Regions from separate parts of the Danio rerio genome. Here region 2 is linked to region 1. Evidence: chromatin contacts called from public HiChIP or PLAC-seq data. All regions are on one chromosome and are shown on one strand. The core of a region is the stretch at or near the end of the contact, and the rest is flanking DNA. Distances in the headings are between cores, read along the strand shown.

Region 1 (6,329 bases), core at 2,860-5,359:
TAGACTGTTATAGGATGCTTTCCCACTTACAGCTCAGTTAATATGGTTTGTGTGGTCCAGACAAAAAAAAAAAGAGCTGGTTCACTTCAAATCAATCGTAGATGAATTAAATGTATATTTAGGTTATATAAGGACTCCACTGAAGACATCCATTAGCCTACATATTTAATTTCTTGTGTTAAACGTAAAGATTTATTTCAAAACTATTTCTAAATTCAGTTCTAATTTCCAGCAAACGAATAAATGAACAATAATAATGAAATGTGGTAAAAAAACTGAGGTATATCCAAACACACGTCCTATTCTTATTCCCCATATGCTCCAAAACAGGTGGATAAATCCAAGCTTGTTTTTAATAAAACAAATATAAATAAGCAGATAATCAGTAATACTGCAAGTAATAATAACATTATACAAGTGCAAAGTGTCAAGAATAAATTGATAATAGCCCTCCGACATGAAGGTGATGGAGGTGGAGGTGATGGTTTTTATATCCCTGTAGAAAATAATAATTTTTGTAACAATTTTAATCCTTTAAGTATTTTTCATTCATTAAGGTATTTGCTTATTGCTGTACATCCTGTTTGTATTAAGCAATGTGTAAGTGTTTAAGGTGCACAGATAACGTGCTCTGCGTTGGACTTTAGACCAGCCTTCAGTTGGTCAATTGTGCAGTTCATTTTAGTTTCTCAAAATAGCAACGTGCCAACAATGCACCTTAACACACCTTCTTTATAGACCAGAACACCCATGAATCTACAAAGTGGTGCAAATGGATTTGCTATTTAAACAACACGGTGCAAAACAGTAAAATTTGGGGTGTGCTGGTCTGAAAATAGCAACAAATCGCGCCAAACATGTCATGCATGCTAGGTGTATGATAGGGCCCTTAATGTCCTGTTTTGGGGTTGTTTAGATGTTTTGATCAATATTTCAATCATATTAAAAGTTCATTTATTCACCCTTCATGTGTTTTAATCCTATTAGAGTTTCTTTCTTCTACTAAACATATAAAAAACTGATATTTTAAAGAATGCTGCTAGCTGGCAGGTATTGACTTCAATAGTCATTTTTTTTTCTTACTATGGAAGTTGATGTTTTCCAATAAACAGCATTCTTAAAACAGTATTGTTTTGTGTTCATCAGAAGAAAGAAACCCATAAATGTTTAAAACCAGGTGATAAATGTTGAGGGGATTTTTATTTTGAGTGAACTATCCCTTAACTATCCCTGAGTAAACTAAGTAAAACTGCACCAGTTAGTTCCAAATTGGACCCCTTTTTTTCAGTGTTCCCGCTTCACTTGTTTTGTTCCATGCTCCTCAAAGTAAATATGGCAGAGTTTACGCATATCCAAAATGAACTACAATAACTAAACAATTGAACCTATCCTTCCTAATGAGATCTCACCCTCATTTTATCCCTCATAAACTCATTTTCATCTCTGGTAAATTCAGTATGGTGTTTAACCAGAATAGCATGGACTTTCAGTGTCCAACATCTTTTCACTTTTGTACTGCAAAGTTTGCACTGGTAGTCTCTGCTGAGGTCAGTGCAGAGCCTGCTCCGCAATAACTTTCCATGCTTGTAAAAATTCCTCTGTTATTAGACTATAAGCCCTCGAGAGCCCAGGCCTTTCACATTTATTGTAGTGTTAAACAAATGGTATTGCATAAACACTGTCCTTCCTCTTTGTCCAGTGGGTTTTGAGCTTACAGCATTTCGAGGATAGTTGGGTGCTTGCCTTGACCTCAAGAACACTGCATGAAAATAGCAAAGCTGTGTGTTTGTGGAACTTTAGTTAATGTTTTGATTTTAATGACAGCACTTTTTCTATAGTATCATTGTATATTTTCTGTTTTTAAAGTATAACTTATTTTTATAGTATTTTTTATAATTTGTGCAGTTTATAGTTTTTTATAATAAAGGAATGTTAAACGTTTTTTTTGCATTGCTGTGTGATTTCTTTTGTCAGCTTCAGGAAATGAGGGGCAGTGGGCTGAATACACACTGTAAATGAGAGCTGATCAAGAAACATAGACAAAGAGAGAGAAAGAAATCAAGAGAGGCGGATGAATTGCTGCCAAGTTTTGTGGCAATTATAACACAGCAGACCCCTTTGTTGATTTATGCTCAACGAGGGCAGGAAAAAGACTGACAGGAAAAGATAGACGGGTTTAAAAAACTTTATGAGAAAGGAATGTTAATGTTAAAAAAATCAGACTTCAGCACTGCCACAATTGTTCAGCTCAATCTTAATTGAGAAAAGAGAATTGCTACTAATTGCAGAAGCAAGGCAGGAAAAATGTCAGAGGGCAGCAGAGGAGATCTTGCTAGAGAGTGTGGGTGTTTGAGCCTGAATGTAAACCTAGTCATCTGAAACATGCCTTTGCTTGTCAAAGAAAGAATGAATGAAAGGAAAAACACAAGCAAATATAGGGTGCAAGCTAACATAAGAAACACATTCAGACATTTGTAAAATAAATCTCGCTACTGTCATAGAATACAAGAGTTTTGATGAGTAAGTTCTGGTTTAAATGTTACGTTTCCCATCTGGAATTTAAAACTGGTTAGTAACTAATGGGGATTAAAATAGTGTAATTGTGTCATTTTAAGAAACACTTTAAACTTAAAAAAATATCAATAAAATGTTGAAATATTTGAATATGAATTTTGGCACAGTTTTCCCCATATTGTGTTGATATGGTAAGTAACCCAGCCCTAAGGCAGCACACTTTAAAGGGGTGGTCCTCTATGATATCATATTTTAAACTTTAGTTGATGTGTAATGTAGCTGTGTCAACAAATAACATCTCTGAATCTCTTTACAGAGTTAGCTTTGTTTTCTTTGGACTACAAAAAATACATTCAGGATAGTAAGATCGCAAACATTTCAGACGCAATTATCACAGGAATACCACACGCAATGAAGGGTCATGGCCAGAGGCTGTTATAGTAGAGAAAGCTTCCTTTGTTTTGGGGCTTCCAAAGGACACGACACACAAAAAAAGAAGTGCTTACAGTTTAATTTTAATTATGCTCCTGGAAATTATAAAAAAATACATAGCTAGCATTTGACAAAGGACATCTTCCAAAATCTCTCCCAATTCAGTGCCCGATTCAGCTAAAATCTCCTTAAAGAAGGAGCAGCTCCAACTATAATAGCAGAAGCTGTAGATCGTCAGCCACAATCTGTATTTTCATATGTTAAAATTGATTTATTACATGCATAGTTTCTAGCATTTAGAGTATGTTGTAGTGAGGACATAAACAACAGGAAATGCTGTTTGGCACTGCTAACAATCTAGCTACAAATTTATATTTATGAGTCAAACCTCTGTAAACACCCACAATCAACAGCAGCACATGCAGTGTCTCTATGCAGCCGCTTTCCCTGCGTTCTACATCTCAACTAATGAAATTGCAAAAAATATTGAACATTTTATATTACTTACCCTATGTTTTGAATGTATGTGCTCTTCATTTTCTGTCTCAAGGTACAAACAGCTACTGTTTACACAGCGCAAAAGCCCGTGCTTGTAGGGACGTGATGTGGAGACGATCCGTGAATCACAGCACATTATGTTAACTGGCCAATCAGAGCCTCTTGAGGACAGGCCTCTTGAAGGAACTAGGAAATATGACTGTCATTTTCAGGTTAGCTGAGTAGCTGTATATAATCTGTATATAAGATATATGAAAAAAATAACTTGATTTTCTACAAATGAAGCATGCCCATCATATAAACACAACAAAGACTTAAAATACACTGTGGACCACCCCTTTAAAGATCACCTTTATAGGCTACAATATTTATGGTTGATAGATGCATTTTAGTAGTAGCTTAATGACTAATTAAGTTTCAAAGTAATACTGTGGTTAAAAGTAATACTTAAGCTGACCTCTGATAATGATATAAGGAGATTTTGTATAATTAAAAGGAAAACTAATTAGTTAAGTTTTGGCCTGCTTATATATTCATAGAACAAACAAAGCCCTAAAAAATATGAAGGTGAGTTAATTAAATTTAAAAGATTGTGCTTGCTTTGATGAAACAGCTGACTGTTTAGGCGCCATTTGTGTTTAGGCCCGAGTTTTTGTTGTGTTTGCACCGTTTTACCAGCAGATGTCATCAGCATGCGGTTTTGAGAAACTAAATACAAAACTTCAGAAAAGCTTAGTTTTCGCCATTAATACCAGATTTGAAATCGATCTTATCAAGTAGTTCAAGCAAGCCTAAAGTTATTTTTGTAATATGGTTAGTCTAGTTGCAGCTTTCCCCTTCGTTCAACCACGTGCACGTTGTGTAGAGTTCTACGATTGGACTTAATGTCAAGTATCTCTCACTGAAGCTGGAGGTAAAGGTAAGTGTAATATGTAGTTCCCTGTTATCTGTAGATCTCAGTGTTGTCTGTCAGTCTTGCAACGGAAAAAGTTCAAGTTTTAACTCTCGTTAGCTTTTTGTTTTGTCATAATCTCTACCTGACCAGATTTTTTTAGCCTTTAAGCTGAAAACCAATTGTTGCCTAAATTGGTCTAGGTAACTAGCATTACATTTCATGTTATATATCATAATATTGACTGTTTCTTTTTCTTTTTTTTTTAAAATCACACTTAACATGGTATACAATGCAATAATGTAGTCAGAAATGACAGATAAGTGTAAGTACATCATCTAAATGTTTAAACATTTACTCCAATCTACTTACACTTGTTAAAACACAAACTGCATGCTCAAATTTCATAAATATTTATTTCATATCAACAATAATAACTACAGCAGTGGGCTACAGCACTTTCAAATAAATGCTATAATAATAATAATAGTAGTAGTAGATTTTGAGGCCACATCTGAAACACAAACATTTACAAGTAGTACTTGGCGTTAAAAACAATGGCAATACAATATTTTAAGACACTTGGTGTTTTTTTTATTTGTTTTTGTTTAATTTCTGATATCACAGACTTTCTGCAACAGTCTAAACAGTTAATATTGATATAGATACAAAACCACTGCAAAAAACAATCAGGAGAGTAAACAGAGGGATGGGGAAGACAACAACAGACAGTATGCCAACAGAAAAAATATATTCCATCAATCTCTTGCACATCTATTCTCATCAAAAAACAAATGGCAAATAAATAATATTGAAAACTTTTAATTTACAAAAATATTCCCAAGTTTTCCCTTTTTAGTCCAGACTGCTACTAGTGTTGAGTGAGTTACACTGAGATGAAGAAAGGTTTAGCGTGAAGCGACATGCAATCAGCGAAGCGCTTTAATACTTACACCTCCTCTTGTGCTGTTCCTGAGGCTCTTGTGTTCTGGTGTCACTTTGATGACAGTTTTTAACATCTCTGAGTTTGAACTGTAAACATCTATATTCTTCTTCTCATTTTACACTGCAAACTGTTTTTAACCCCCAAAGGTTTTGTATTGTTTTCCATGTAAAAAACACTGTTTTAGCATAACATCTGTTTTTTTTTTCCTGAAATTATATGTTTGGGAAATAATGTATATATTATAGATTAGGTAAATAGATAGTTTTAAAGGAACTCTTTTTTAAAAGAAATAATTGTACAATTGTACAATTTTTAAATCCATTCAGCCAATCTCCGGGTCTGCTAAGTAGGGTCTGTCTGCGGACTGCAAGACAGGGGCATAACATCAAGGGGCCTTAGGGGCGTAACTTTTAGTACGTTAGAGGCGTAACATGAAGTTATGGAGCCATGTCAACTATCGGATATGCGCAATATGCACATTTATATAGCAGCATTTTTTCATGACACTGTATAACAATAATTAATATTTTTACAGTACTGTGACGGTTAGGTTTAGGGTTGGGGTGGGAGTAGGCATTAAAAAATACAATTTATTGGGTAATTTAGTAATTTTTTCCGGCCGCAAATGTATCCAATCTAGCAACAACCGTACATAGTTATTAAAGCCAAGACCCAATACAACTTCTGTTTTTACCTTACTGTGACGGCTGGGTTTAGGGTTGGGGTGGGGGTAGACGTTAATAAAATACAATAAATGGGAAATTTAATAAATAATAGAAATAATTCTCATTTACTTCCGGCCGCAAACATATCTAATCTAGCAACAACCATACATAGTTATTAAAGCCACCACCCACTCCACACCTAAACCTAACCATCTAGACCTACCACAACCCTAAACCCAACCATCATCATTATTAACGTCTACACCTTCCCTAAACCTTAACCCAACCATCACAGTTTTTAGCATGCAGCAGCTTTTTATACTTGACACGCTTGTCATTCTGTTGTTTGCAACCACAGGGGGCGACCCCGAGTAGGCTAATT
Region 2 (6,724 bases), core at 2,296-4,795, 110 kb after region 1:
CATACAGTGCAGAGCATGTGTGTTTGTGTGCGGCCTTCAAAACAACTAAATGATCACGTTATCCTCTGCCACTCGAGAAAACAATTTGATCATAATAAAACATTACAGAGGAATAAAGTGAAAGCAGTGGGCCTTTCGCCTACACGTTGTTAGGGGCTGATGCATTTTCCTCCTCATCAATGTCCTTGTCTGCACACAATAAGTCGGTCCACAGGAGTAATTTGCTGCTTGTTTGAGAAGCATGCAATTTGTGTTTTAAATGAGAAAGAATTTGTGTAACTTCTATAAAAAATAAGGTACATTTATTGGAGCCCATCCAATTTATTAAGGCATATTGATCGCTTTATACAGTCTTCAGGTTTGTGTGAATCATTAATGACCAACAGCACTCTGTCAGCACTTTCTTATGTGGCATTGTTTTTATACAGAAGTTTAGTATGCAGTGAGTTTATTTTGAGAAACCATTGTAGCCAATTATTACAATTTTAGATCACAAACTAAACACTTTTCAAAGATAGCCACATCAGAATATGCTGTGGAGTGTTCGAGCAAAACATACACTGCCAGTTTGATTCTTGAATTAATTGACTTGGTTGAATGAATCACTTAATGACATGATCATAAAGACACTAAATCCCATTCAATAGTAATTATGTAGATTATTCATATTTATAGGCACATTTGAACTTCTCAAGAAAAGCTCTTACTTAATTTACATCAAATTGTTTATACGCTTGTTATTATATTAGTGAATCTGGAGCATTCAAGAAGAGCTGCATGCTTAAGCTCAGTTATTTGCATAAAATTAGTCTAAAACAGCTCCATATGAAGAGTTCAAATACAGAAACCTTATGTGCTGTCTGGTGACTTTTATGACGAGCATCTATTAAACGAACATCTATTAAACATAACAAATACAAGTCACAGAAACACCTCTGCTGTAGCCTATGCCTCATTTAAATGTTTAATTGCTGCTGGTATGATACTGTTTCTGTATCGTTTAGTTCTTGTTACTAAAAACCTGGGAACAGAAGGAAAGAGCTGAAACTTTGAGTGTAGGGAATGAGCAGTGTCACTTAAAATTGAATTTGTAATTCTCTTGAGCTGCTTGGTGTCCACAGCCTCCAGAACACCCCAGTCAGCTTATTGGACCACTTAACTATCTGTTTTGGTGTGTTTTTATTCTTAACAGATAGGTTCTTAAGCCATGACTCGAAATGATAAAATGAACTCAAGAAAGAATCCATTTCATTGCCTTTAAAGTGAAATAACTGAACATAAACATAGGAGGCTGAGAAAAATGCTCATTTTAGAAAAACAATTCAGACGGCACTTAGAGGTTAAGGACTTTCCACACAAGCATCATGGCAAAGTTAAGTGTCTATTGGAAGCACACTTCAGATTCTTACAGAAATCTTTTGGAAATCTTACATCCATCCAAGTGTCTAGTTTGTGAATACATTCGTGTTGTTGCATGACTTGGTTGAGCAAATGTTTGAGTGATTCATTCATAAAGGCAGTTACTTGTTGTGTCCCTGAATAAATAAGCAATTTGAAAGAATCTGTTTAAAATTAAAAATTCATAAAGACAACATTTGCCACCTCTCTTTGTAGCAATTTGTTCCCTACCATGTTAAAAAGGAAAAAGATTTGGTCTTGTAGTCCTCCGGTACTGTTGCCTACAATCAGCTTGTCACAATTCGAAACCCAACAGGACGAGATGATAAATAGATGATAATAACGTGATGATCTTACTGCAACAGTTTTATCTGAGAGTACAGATACTGTATATAACCAGCTAATTTCCCAGTCTGCTCAAGACACCAGTTTTTTTTTTAGTTTTTTCATTCTATCAACACTTACTGTGCTGCAGTTTCAGGAGTGAAGAGAAGTGCATAGGAAAACAGGACTGATCATGCATTCTTTTTCTGCATTATTCTGTCCTTTATTATTCATCCTGAATGTGAGATGATTGACATTTGATAGCAATAAACAACATAAACTAATTCTATATGTTTTTTTAAGCTGTTGACCAACTTTTAACCTGATCTTTTAATAGTAATGCTTGACTGAAGTCGCATAGCAACTTTGGGTGCAACAATACTCTAAAAATAAAAAGCAGTGAAAACAAACCAGTCTTTGGTGTTTAATAAGGTGTTGCGTTTTGAGGGGCCCACCACCTTGGTCAGATGTGTCCAGTGGCCAACATATTCTGCTAATACCCTGCATGCAAACATGCACAAGTGGAATGATGCAGATGCTCTCCTTATGAATCTGAGAATGTCAACTGTTGCATTTCACAGGCCTACTGATCGTTTATAACAACATGTAATATGTGTGTTATACTGAGGTCAACATTTCTCAACATAGGGCTACTAATTGAAACCTACAGAGTTGCAAATGTGCATTGGGCTACTGTATTTACAGCATTTATAATTTCATAATGATTCAGTAGAAATGATCTACTATATGTAGATATAATATTGTCACACCATTACACTGCCGTGATGGTCCCAGTACATGTGATAAGCCAAAATGGGGTGTGACCTCTGTCTCTGTGTGTCTCGCCATTTCTGACACACACACACACACACACACACACACACACACACACACAGCTCATGTGCAGAACCACCGGTCCTTGTGCTGGTGTATCTGACAGTGATGCAGTGTTATTACTGAGCAGACGCTTTAACACTGCTATCACATCCTTTCACTTGCTGAAACGGTCCAATGAAAGCGCAATCCTCTTACAAACACAAGATCAACGGGTCAATACTTCAGATGCATGCGCATTTATAGGAAAAATCATATCTCAATCATAGCCTATAGCTGTCTGATATCCCACATCTGCTCTGCAGAAAACCTGGATCTCCCCTCGACGGTTCTTGGGGAATCCCGATGAACAAAAGTGGGTTATGGCTGTTAGAGGCTGATGTTTTAGCGCGTAATGGACCATGACTTGCGTCTAAACTGTCAAGAAGCCACAACACCTTTTAAGATATCGGTCGTGTGAAGCGCGCGCGCGCACACAGTTTTTTTTCTTTAGCCTTGATTTTGTGCATTCGTTTATTTCTTTATTTACCCGCCCATGTTTTCCTAATTCTGTTTGTATTGTCTGTTTTCAACATTATATTTCCTGTCTGTTTCAGTACTTTGAATGCTCTATTTTGGCAATATCTGCTGACAGTCTTGCCAGTAAATCTTTGTTGACTCTAGATCCCTAGTGACAGCTTTAAGACCCTTTAATATGCTGCATGTCCATGCCAAATCCCCCGAAAGCCCGTCCAAAACCCACACACTTGAGTAAAACACGTCTATCTCAGATGCTCTTCACACAGTACACTGTGATAATTTACAACCCTACCATCCGGTAACCGGATGATGCGGTGTTCTCAAATTGCCCACTCCCCACAAGAATCCCCTTCACCTAATATCAACTCACCTCGTTATTTCGAAACTGCAGCCCTTCCTGAGTAGCAAGGCTCTTTTTCGCATGATTCCCGCCTTCTCTCGTCCCAAATACATGTTAATATCCGAATTCATGGTGGTGGGATAGCGGGTCGCACGGGTCCTGACTGCACGCGCAGGGACTCAGAAGCAGCAGCGCGAGCGCCGTTGTTGATGATGATGATGGTGATGCGGCTCTGCTGCTTCGCGTCTGGCGAATGGAGAACCGGGAGGGCGCACAAAGAGAGAGGGGGATACAAGATCAACAGTGGGTCCTCATCAAACGGAAAAAGCCAAAAAGTGACCCACACTCTTCTGTGTTCAGAGAAGATATGATTTAAGTTGATTCAGTGTGCTCAGGGCTGAGGAAGGGATTCGTGAACTCCATTCACACCAGTTCCTCCAGATTAGAAGTGCAAAAAGTCGTCGGTGAAAAAAATCTCCGGGTCGATCCCCCCGTTCCCCGTTGTTTAGGGCATGTACACTGGAGTAATGTACCGCTCCAGCCGTAGAGTCTGCGCGGTCCTAATGTCTACCCAGAAGAATAGAAGAAAAAAATAAGATTTTTTTTTTTTCTTTTAGTGGGGCGGCGACTGACTCTCTCAAATGAACGAACATTACGCACTGTCGTTCCTCTTCCCTGGAGAGAACAATATCATTATTAAGAAAAAAATGTTTTTCTTTAGGCAGTGTTCTTTCTTTCTTTAATTAATTCCTTTATCGCCATTGTGACTCATACTCCCCGTTATGAAGCAGGAAGACAAACCTCAAAAGCATCACAGCTTTTTAAGAACAGCAGCATATGAGATGAAATGTATAGACCTATAGGTGTGTGTGTGTGTGTGTGTGTGTGTGTGTGTGTGTGTGTGTGTGTGTGTGTGTGTGTGTGTGTGTGTGTGTGTGTGTGTGTGTGTGTGTGTGTGTGTGTGTGTGTGTGTGTGTTTTGAACATTTATTTTATTTCAGTCTGTTTCTGTCAGATGAAGATAAAATTGTTAGGCATGAACAAGAATAAATTATTTCATAGTAAAATAAAACCAAGGATTACAATACAACCCCAAAAATACGTATTAAATGTATATATTTTATAATTGTATACATAAATATTATCATTTACCGTAATTTGTAATCGTGTATTTTAGTGGATCAGTGTGTGTGCGTGCGTGCGTTTGTGCGTGTGTGTGCGTGCTGTAGGCTACTGGTTGTCAGAACAAGTGTGTTGTTTCATTTTTAAATGTGGTTCCTCCACATTCATGTGCTGTCGTTGAATTGAATAGACTAAATTTAATGTTCTCTTACACAGTTCTCACTCTTGAAACTGCAGTACAGTAAGTGCTAATAGAATGAAAAATACTTTTATTTAAATTTGGAAACATGATTGTTCTGAGCTCTGTGCTCATCCTGAAAGAAAGCATCTTGAGCAGCCTGTGAAATCTACAGTACAAAGTTGGGTACCGTACCTGTACTTTGTAATTAACAATAATTTATTAATTTGTAGTTTATAAATGTATGAATGGGTGCTTCTCAGCACTGGGGTTCAGGAGCTAGTATACTCTCAATGCACTCTAAGAAATAAATGTGCATGAGTTGTCACTGCCACTTTTTCAAAAGTTACAAATTTGTACCTAAAAGGTCCATACTAATATCTTAAGGGTACATATTATACCTAAAAAGTACAAAAGTGTTCCTCTTAAAATTTTAAGGTACCAATATGGACCCTTCAAGTACAAATGTGTACCTTTTGAATAAGTACCACCCCAGTGACAGCTCACGTACCTTTATTTCTGAGAGTGTATTCGGTTGTGACTGGAAGGGCACCCACCGGTAAAACATATGGAAGAGTAATTGGCAGTTCATTCCACTGTGACAACCTTTAATAAAAGCCTAGCAAAGTGAAGATATGTTATAAAACATTTTCCCCCTTTGAACACAAAAATATTTTATTTTGAGAAACATTTATAATATCCTGGAACAGTAAACCTATCAGACTAAATCATTCAAATGGCATCTGAATACAACTAATTCAATACACTGATTTCTGTGTATTTTAAAATGGCAACTTTGGACATCTTTTTTGCTGGAGATAAGGTGGGCCCAAGGGGGAAAAAAAGTAATAAAAAACTTACTTATTCCATAGAAACGGTATAGCAGAAAAGTTTGGCGGTTTTAAAATCTTGAAAACGGTTATCATCCCATGCCTAATGCAGACATTATCAGAAAAAAATGTACAAACAAATTGAACATTTTTAAAAAAGTACGGCCCCAGTGACAGCGTTTGCATCTTTATTTTAGAGATTGTATCAGAGTCTTATCTTTGAAGCACGTGTAGGCTACTTTAAACAGGTTACAAAAAATCAGTGTTAATATTATTAATAATATTGTGAAAAGCTGTACTGTAATGATGTTAAAACTCGGGTATTGATCCAACACACACACATACAAAAGCACAAGACTTGAATGGAGACATTTATAGAAGGTTTAAACTGAGCAGATGTTTTTTCTGCTGGATCAGAAAAAAAGTTTATTCCGAGTTGCATGGACACCAGGGAAAAAGCAATGCTACATGCAAATACGGTGCAACTAATCACATAAACGCTCATAGTTACAGTAACACAGCAAAACAAATAATCTTTTCAACTTTTAAAAGGGAGGGAAAAATTCTCTTATATCTTTTGTTGTTGACTTCAACCTCTGATCAAGATTGTTTAACTTAATTTAAGCAGTGCCAGCTGTGTGTGAGTGTTTGTGTTACAGTAATTCTTGAAGTGTTACTGGAAGAACTGTCTGAGCATGACTCATGTTTGTCTTGTGGCAGCAAGAATCATGCTTTAGGTCATGTTCATTTGCTCTAAAGGTGTGTTTGTGTGTGTGTCTCAATCTGAGTGTGTGTTATGTTCTGGCATATTGTATATCTGCCTCACATATCACATATGCCACTTCTTAACATACAGTATACGTCACAAACACATTGATTTGTTTATCGTTGCTTTAACCTGCTTTTTATACTCCATATTTTAATGCTTTAGCAATATTGTATTGATCGCCGTCAGGTCAGCCAGGCTTTGTTGGTTGTGACTCTCACAAGAGAAAGACATGGCAGTATTTATGCTCTCTATATGGGGCGCAAAGTCTAAAGAGAATGGTGCAAAAGATCATTAATGGTTTGTTCGAATCCACTTTTGCTATTTTAAGAAAGAAAAAATGGTCTAACAGGGTTGTACTTATTGGTATAACATGCATTAAACCAATCAGTCTCATCTCCCATTCCCTTTTAG

The links. HiChIP or PLAC-seq counts read pairs in DNA pulled down with a chosen protein or histone mark.
Region 2: a contact with region 1 is called in an H3K4me3 HiChIP or PLAC-seq map of embryo, with 2.1 times the contacts expected there. The contact joins the promoter of garnl3 here to the promoter of LOC141385840 in region 1. A contact is called at or near these places in 2 of 4 datasets of contacts at active chromatin or transcription factors (caudal fin and embryo).

The regions. Positions count from the first base shown.
Region 1 is chr5:33,969,592-33,975,920 of GRCz12tu, forward strand. LOC141385840 (membrane-spanning 4-domains subfamily A member 4A-like) reads left to right here and starts at 4,110. Exons shown (of 9, transcript XR_012406927.1): 1 at 4,110-4,363. ptges (prostaglandin E synthase) reads left to right here. Exons shown (of 3, transcript NM_001014828.2): 3 at 1-73. It also overlaps a transcript of garnl3 not described here.
Region 2 is chr5:34,079,225-34,085,948 of GRCz12tu, forward strand. garnl3 (GTPase activating Rap/RanGAP domain like 3) reads right to left here and starts at 3,546. Exons shown (of 29, transcript NM_001128527.1): 1 at 3,446-3,546. The coding sequence starts at 3,546. All of the region lies in intron 2 of LOC141385840 (membrane-spanning 4-domains subfamily A member 4A-like), which reads left to right.